2 separate regions of the Mus musculus genome follow, and region 1 is linked to region 2. The links are chromatin contacts, called in public ChIA-PET maps. All regions are on one chromosome and are shown on one strand. The core of a region is the stretch at or near the end of the contact, and the rest is flanking DNA. Distances in the headings are between cores, read along the strand shown.

The links. ChIA-PET counts read pairs in DNA pulled down with a chosen protein or histone mark.
Region 1: an RNA polymerase II ChIA-PET map of memory CD8 T cells shows a contact between it and region 2, with 727 read pairs. The contact joins the enhancer-like site here to the promoter of Ttf2 in region 2. A contact is called at or near these places in 4 of 15 datasets of contacts at CTCF or cohesin (CD8 T cells, the G1E-ER4 cell line, the NIH/3T3 cell line and 1 more), 26 of 484 Hi-C or Micro-C datasets (the Ba/F3 cell line, the C10 cell line, CD4 T cells and 17 more), 8 of 115 datasets of contacts at active chromatin or transcription factors (CD8 T cells, bone marrow-derived macrophages, double positive thymocytes and 5 more) and 3 of 9 other capture datasets (adipose tissue, embryonic stem cells and liver).

What each region holds. Positions count from the first base shown.
Region 1 is chr3:101,009,410-101,012,136 of GRCm38.p6, forward strand. It overlaps Cd101 (CD101 antigen), which reads right to left. Exons shown (of 9, transcript NM_001167906.2): 6 at 2,377-2,727. Among named protein-coding and RNA genes, the nearest start is that of Cd101, 19 kb to the right of the region's middle. Within about 2 kb of position 1,377, at least 112 of the 459 cell types and tissues checked have an H3K27ac peak or open chromatin away from gene starts, as enhancers often do. A contact at or near this core is called in the Ba/F3 cell line, CD8 T cells, the G1E-ER4 cell line and 12 more, where this site is marked.
Region 2 is chr3:100,968,351-100,971,235 of GRCm38.p6, forward strand. Ttf2 (transcription termination factor, RNA polymerase II) reads right to left here and starts at 1,313. Exons shown (of 23, transcript NM_001013026.2): 1 at 1,270-1,313; 2 at 1,083-1,185. The coding sequence starts at 1,297.

The DNA of each region.
Region 1 (2,727 bases), core at 127-2,626, 41 kb after region 2:
ATACCAGACTATTCTAGGTATTTTGTATATAGCTCCTGTCAGTGAACCACGGTTTAGAGGAAGTTATAGGATAGGAACAAAGACTTCCTGGAATTGGTCACCAATATAGGACAGAGATATGCAGTAATGGAACAAATGTTAGGATCCCCCAGCAGATTTATCTAACCCAAGGTCAGGAGTGAGGGGAGACGTCTCTGAACTGAGCCTTGAAGATCAATAGCAGTCATTCTGATGAATAGAGAGCAAAGGATTTCCACATAAAAGGAAGTGGGGATTATCGAATCCAGGCAGTTGAGTTTGGTTGGAAGTCAGATCTAGGATGGAAAGTAGGAGGCGATGAAGAGACAAGTGAGTATAAAAGATCTTTTATGCCTGTCATGGGAGTTTGGACATGCGGAGGACAAGGTTTCTAATCTGTGGTGCTGGGACGTGGGGAGGACCACCACATCATGAACAATATGGAAGGGACAATGATAACGACCTACGCTATGACACTGAATATAGGCATGCCTTGGAAGCAGTTAGATGTAAATTCCAAGACCAGAAGACAAACCATTCTGGGTAATGAACACAGAGGTTGTCAACAAGTAGATTGTATCCACGGGAAGAATTGTTTCCCCTAGAAAAACGTGGAGACTCAGAGGACATATCTAAGAACAGTTGCTTTAAAAAACAAAACAAACAAACAAACAAAACCACCTGGGCTCAATGGGACGAGTGCATGAGTACCAAGGAGGAGGTTCAGAAGTTCAGGGTCATTCCTGGTCACCTAACAAGACTAGTTTAGAAAGAAAAGCCAAGCCAAGCATTGGAGCATACACCTGTAACCAGAGCACTTAGTGGGTTGGGGCAGAAGGACTGAGAACTTCAGGCTAGACTGTACACCGTCAAAAACAAAAACAAAAACAAAAACAAACAAAAGAATTAATATAGCGACTCAGAGGAGGAGGAGGAGGAGGAAGAGGAGGAGGAGGAGGAGGAGAAGGAATTCTTGGTGTTAGGAAGGAAACCTCATGGCGTGGAGCCGAGAGCAAGCAAGGCTCGTGGAAGCAATCTCAGACATCATGGGAAGAGCGAGTAAGTCAAGGCATGAATTCATGAGCAAGATCACGACTATTAACAAAAACATTGCTCAGCAGCACAGAGCAGGTGGTGGCTGCCATGCAAGACTATTTGCTTTGGGGGCACAATAGACACACCCCAGTTCAATGTTACGTCAGAGATTTATCGAGGTGTTGACTACGGTAGGGATAGATTAAGTGACTTGCCCAAACCTGGAGCTTATCACATCTGAGCCATCTCAAAGTCCCTCACAGCAAATCAGGAAAGAGGAAGCACAAGGCGTGGCAGAACCTCAGGCTAGGGAGGGTTTCACTTTCAGCCTCTGTGTTCTGCTATTGCATTAAGACTGAATTGGACTTGGAACCACAAAGTCTCTCTTACATGTTAATATATTAAAAGAGGCAGCTAAGCATATTTGTTGTGGTTTGAATGGTTATGCCCCCTATAAACTCATGTGTTTGAATACTTGGCCATAGGGAGTGTGGCACTATTAGGAGGTGTGGCCTTGTTGGAGGAAGTGTGTCACTGAGGTTGGGAGGTTTTCTATTGCCCAAGCTATCCACAGTGTGGCACACAGTCTCTTCCTGCTGCCTGTGGATCAAGATGTAGAACTGTTAGCTCCTTCTCCAGCACTACATTTGCCTGGATGCTGTCATGCTTCCAGCCATGATGATAATGGATTGAACCTCTGAAACTATAAGACAGGCCCAAATTAAATGTTTTCCTTTATAAGAGTTGCCATGGTCATGGTGTCTCTTCACAGCAATAAAACCCTAAGACAGTATTCTAATAGAATTTGCATGATTCCCCACCACTTCCAAATACGAAAACCACGCTGGAGTACCAGCAGTGACTGACTTAAAATATCATCTGCCCTGTAGGAGGTTCTTGAGGCTCAGCTGTGCCACACAGTATCATGAGGCTGCTGGCAATGAGAACTCGTGGCAGGTGTGGAAAGGTCAAAGAGCAGTGGTTATTAGCTGCTAAGGAAGTATTTCATTGTTTTAGCAACCAATGTGGCCATTCCACGTATACTAACTTCATGTTGATGCCATTAAATCATGCTCACTTTACCAGGACAAACGTGGTGAATGGATACATTATGTCTGTTTCTATAGTTTACACAAAGTGGGAGGAGCTCCGTTGTTATTTGAGACAGGGGCTCACTATTTCAGCCTAGGCTGACCTCAAATTCTCAATTCTCCTATTTTGGCCTCCTGAATACTGGGATTATAGGTATGCACTAAACCTGGCCAAAAAAAAAAGGATATTCTTTTCTTTTTTAAAAAAGGCTCAATGTCAAGTATCACTTACCTGGAAAGGTGACAGTAATCATTAATAGGTTAGAGGTGGCAGATACTCTGGCTGGGCCACTTGTGCATATGGAATCTCTGTCATAAACCTCCACTGTACACCGATACACCCCTGTCTCCTCCATAGCTGCATCGTAGATTTGGAGTTGAGAACGAAAGAAAGACTGTGACACCTTCGTCTTCCTGTGGATCTGGGAGAGGACGTCCCCCCATTCAACGGTGCCATTGTGGGCAATTCGAATAAGCCGATGAAAGGCTCCAGAGCCCGCTGGCTGGAACTGCCACGTTACCGAGAACGGCAGCTTGAGATCCGAGTAGTTGGCCCTCACTACACAGGACAGGTGGAAGGTAT
Region 2 (2,885 bases), core at 63-2,562:
TAAATAGTAAATTCTGGTACAAAGTGGAGACACAAATCATACAAGTTATTCCAGTACTACTATTCATTAGTATATTACTAATATTCATTAGTATATTAGTATAGCTATGATACTGAAAAAAAAATAACCATGCTCTACAAAGTCCAGCTGAATAGAGAGCAGGGAGAAATGTTAAATGACACCACAGTGTAATTTCACTTCGAGAATGTCAACACCCGGTATGTTAAGATTGTCACACTTGCCGGGCGGTGGTGGCGCACGACTTTAATCCCAGCACTTGGGAGGCAGAGGCAGGCGGATTTCTGAGTTCGAGGCCAGCCTGGTCTACAGAGTGAGTTCCAGGACAGCCAGGGCTATACAGAGAAACCCTGTCTGGGAAAAAAAAAAAAAAAAAAAAAGATTGTCACACTTGACTTTCCTCACTTTAGACAAGATGCTTGAGGTTTCTAGGTCTCAGCTTTCACATCTGCAGAACCTGCGATCCACATCAACCTCTGATGTTTCTTTCAGCACTAACTCCCTACAGCAGCGGTTCTCAACCTTCCTAATACCCGTTACAACAGTTATGGTGACCCCAATCATAAAATCATTCCCATTGCTACTTTATAACTGTAATTTTTGCCGTTTTGAATCGCAATGTAAAAATATCTGATTTGCAGGATAACTGAAATGCAACCCCTGTGAAAGCGTCCTTAGATCCTGAAGGTCGTGACCCGCAGGTTGAGAAACACTGCCCTAAAGACTCTGGCTCTCTCTGGGTTGTTAACGTCATGCCACTAGATGAAGGAGAAAAGCTTGTGTCTAATTAACATGTTTTAACCTTAAACGTAAAATTTAAATGGCGACCTAAAATTGGTACAAGACTAGCAAATTAATTCCCATGTCCACTGTTTGTTTACACTTTTTAGAGGGAGCAGAAAGGATGCCGGGGCAAAGGGGAGTGGCTAAGTAAGGCCAGACAGGTGCCTAGAAACTTGAAGCAGACTCTAGAAGGATCGGAGTGTGGGTGAGTCCGCGTCCCAAGGCAGCTGAAGTGACCAGGCTGGGTCACTCCGTGTAACCGGGCCGGGCTGGAGACTCACTCGGTGGCCTGCACGAAGCCGCATGTGTTCGTCCGGCACACGTAGAAGCTCTTTCCCTTATTCGGGCCATCGCGGACGCCGGTCTTTAAGAAGCAGGCGTCCCCTGAGGAAACAAGAAGGTCAGCATCGGCCACTCCAAGCCAGTCCCACAGTCCCCGGGAGGGAAATCCCGAGACTGAGGCCTTACCGTGCTCCGGACACTTAACCAGGTCCATACCGCAGCCAGGAAGCCCTGGCCCGCCGGGTTTCCGTCTTTGACTCCGCCCCGTCCCGCCCACCACAACACTCCACCAATCAAGCGGGAGAGTCTCTCACTTTCAACCAATTACAGTCTCCCTCAGGCTTGGCGCGCTCTGAAATCAAACTTGGAGTGAGGAGGCGTGGCTGAGCTCCAGTGAGGACGCCGGCATGCTCCCTGGCTTGGGGAAAGCAGGACTTGGAGAGAAGTGGACGAGGCTGAGCTTGGGAGACTCCAGAGGAACCACTAGACCCAGAGGGAGCCAGAGCCGCTTGCCTGCTCGGGAAGCAGCCACTGTGGGCGGGAACACTTCAACTTGAGGCGGCCAAAAGGCGGGAGCATCCCTTAAAACTTTGGGAATCTACTGCATAGTCTGTAATAAGCACAAAGACTCCCTTAGGACCCCGGGCAACCTTTAAATGAGTGCAGGGCGTCCACGGGGTCACCAAAGATTGAACATCTGCACAGATCTCAGTTCCAGGTTCCGCGCTCTTTGAGTCTTAGGCTGCCTTCCCCTGGTGAGGTTCTAAGGACCGCCTGGTGTGGACGCCCTGGGTCTGAGAGAAGAACCTGAGGGCAATACAAGACCTTGCGTGCTTACTAATTTTACATTGTGTGTTTTGCATTGTCAAACCTTTTGAACTTATTTTGCATTTGTACTTTTAAAAAACCGAGAGTGACGCATGGTGGCGCACGCCTTTAATCCCAGCACTTGGAAGGCAGAGGCAGGCAGATTTCTGAGTTCAATGCCAGTCTGGTCTACAAAGTGAGTTCCAGGACAGCCAGGGCTACACAGAGAAACCCTGTCTCGAAAAACCAAAAAGAAAAAAAAAAAGAAAGAAAAGGAAAGGAAAGAACTTGTAATGGATTCTTTCAGTGAGCAGAAGGTGAGGAATGACTATCGGAGCTTGGCTGCAATAGCCATGACTTCATATTTCAGCAGTTGAAGATCATGTGTCTTGGAGTGGCACACACAACTGCTATGAGGACAGAAAAGCTGCAATGTCTAAGAAGTCTGGGCTATATGGAGGCTGTAAATGTTTTAGGAGTTCAGAGTCCAGACAGTCCCGAGGTATCATTTATGAATTAAGCAGTTCTTACTAAATAGCTTTTTTGGTGTCCCAAGAGGAGTAGGTGTTTGAGAAATATAAAGTTCATTTAATGCATACATTTAAAGCAACTGTTCTAACCACAAGGGGCTTACTGAGTGGAAGAAGCTGAACTAGCCTCTACCTAATGCTTAAATAAATATAAAATAGTATATAAATGTCAAGATGAATGGAGTCAGCAGCAAACCCCGGAGAGCTTGAGAGAGAGATGAATTTCCAAGTGCACGCAGTGTGGCACGCCCCACCCCAGTTCTCCAGTGAAAGTTTATACAAACAGATTTTCTTTATTCCTAGATTGCAATTCCAAGATCTGTATTATATGCATGTGAAGTGGATACCATCTGAGGAGGTGGAGACCACAAACACTAAGGTTTGGGGAAAGAGGACCACGGTGATTCTTGTAGTGAGAATTTTGGTTTCTTTAAAAAAACACAGAAATATAAAGAATGTTTTGTT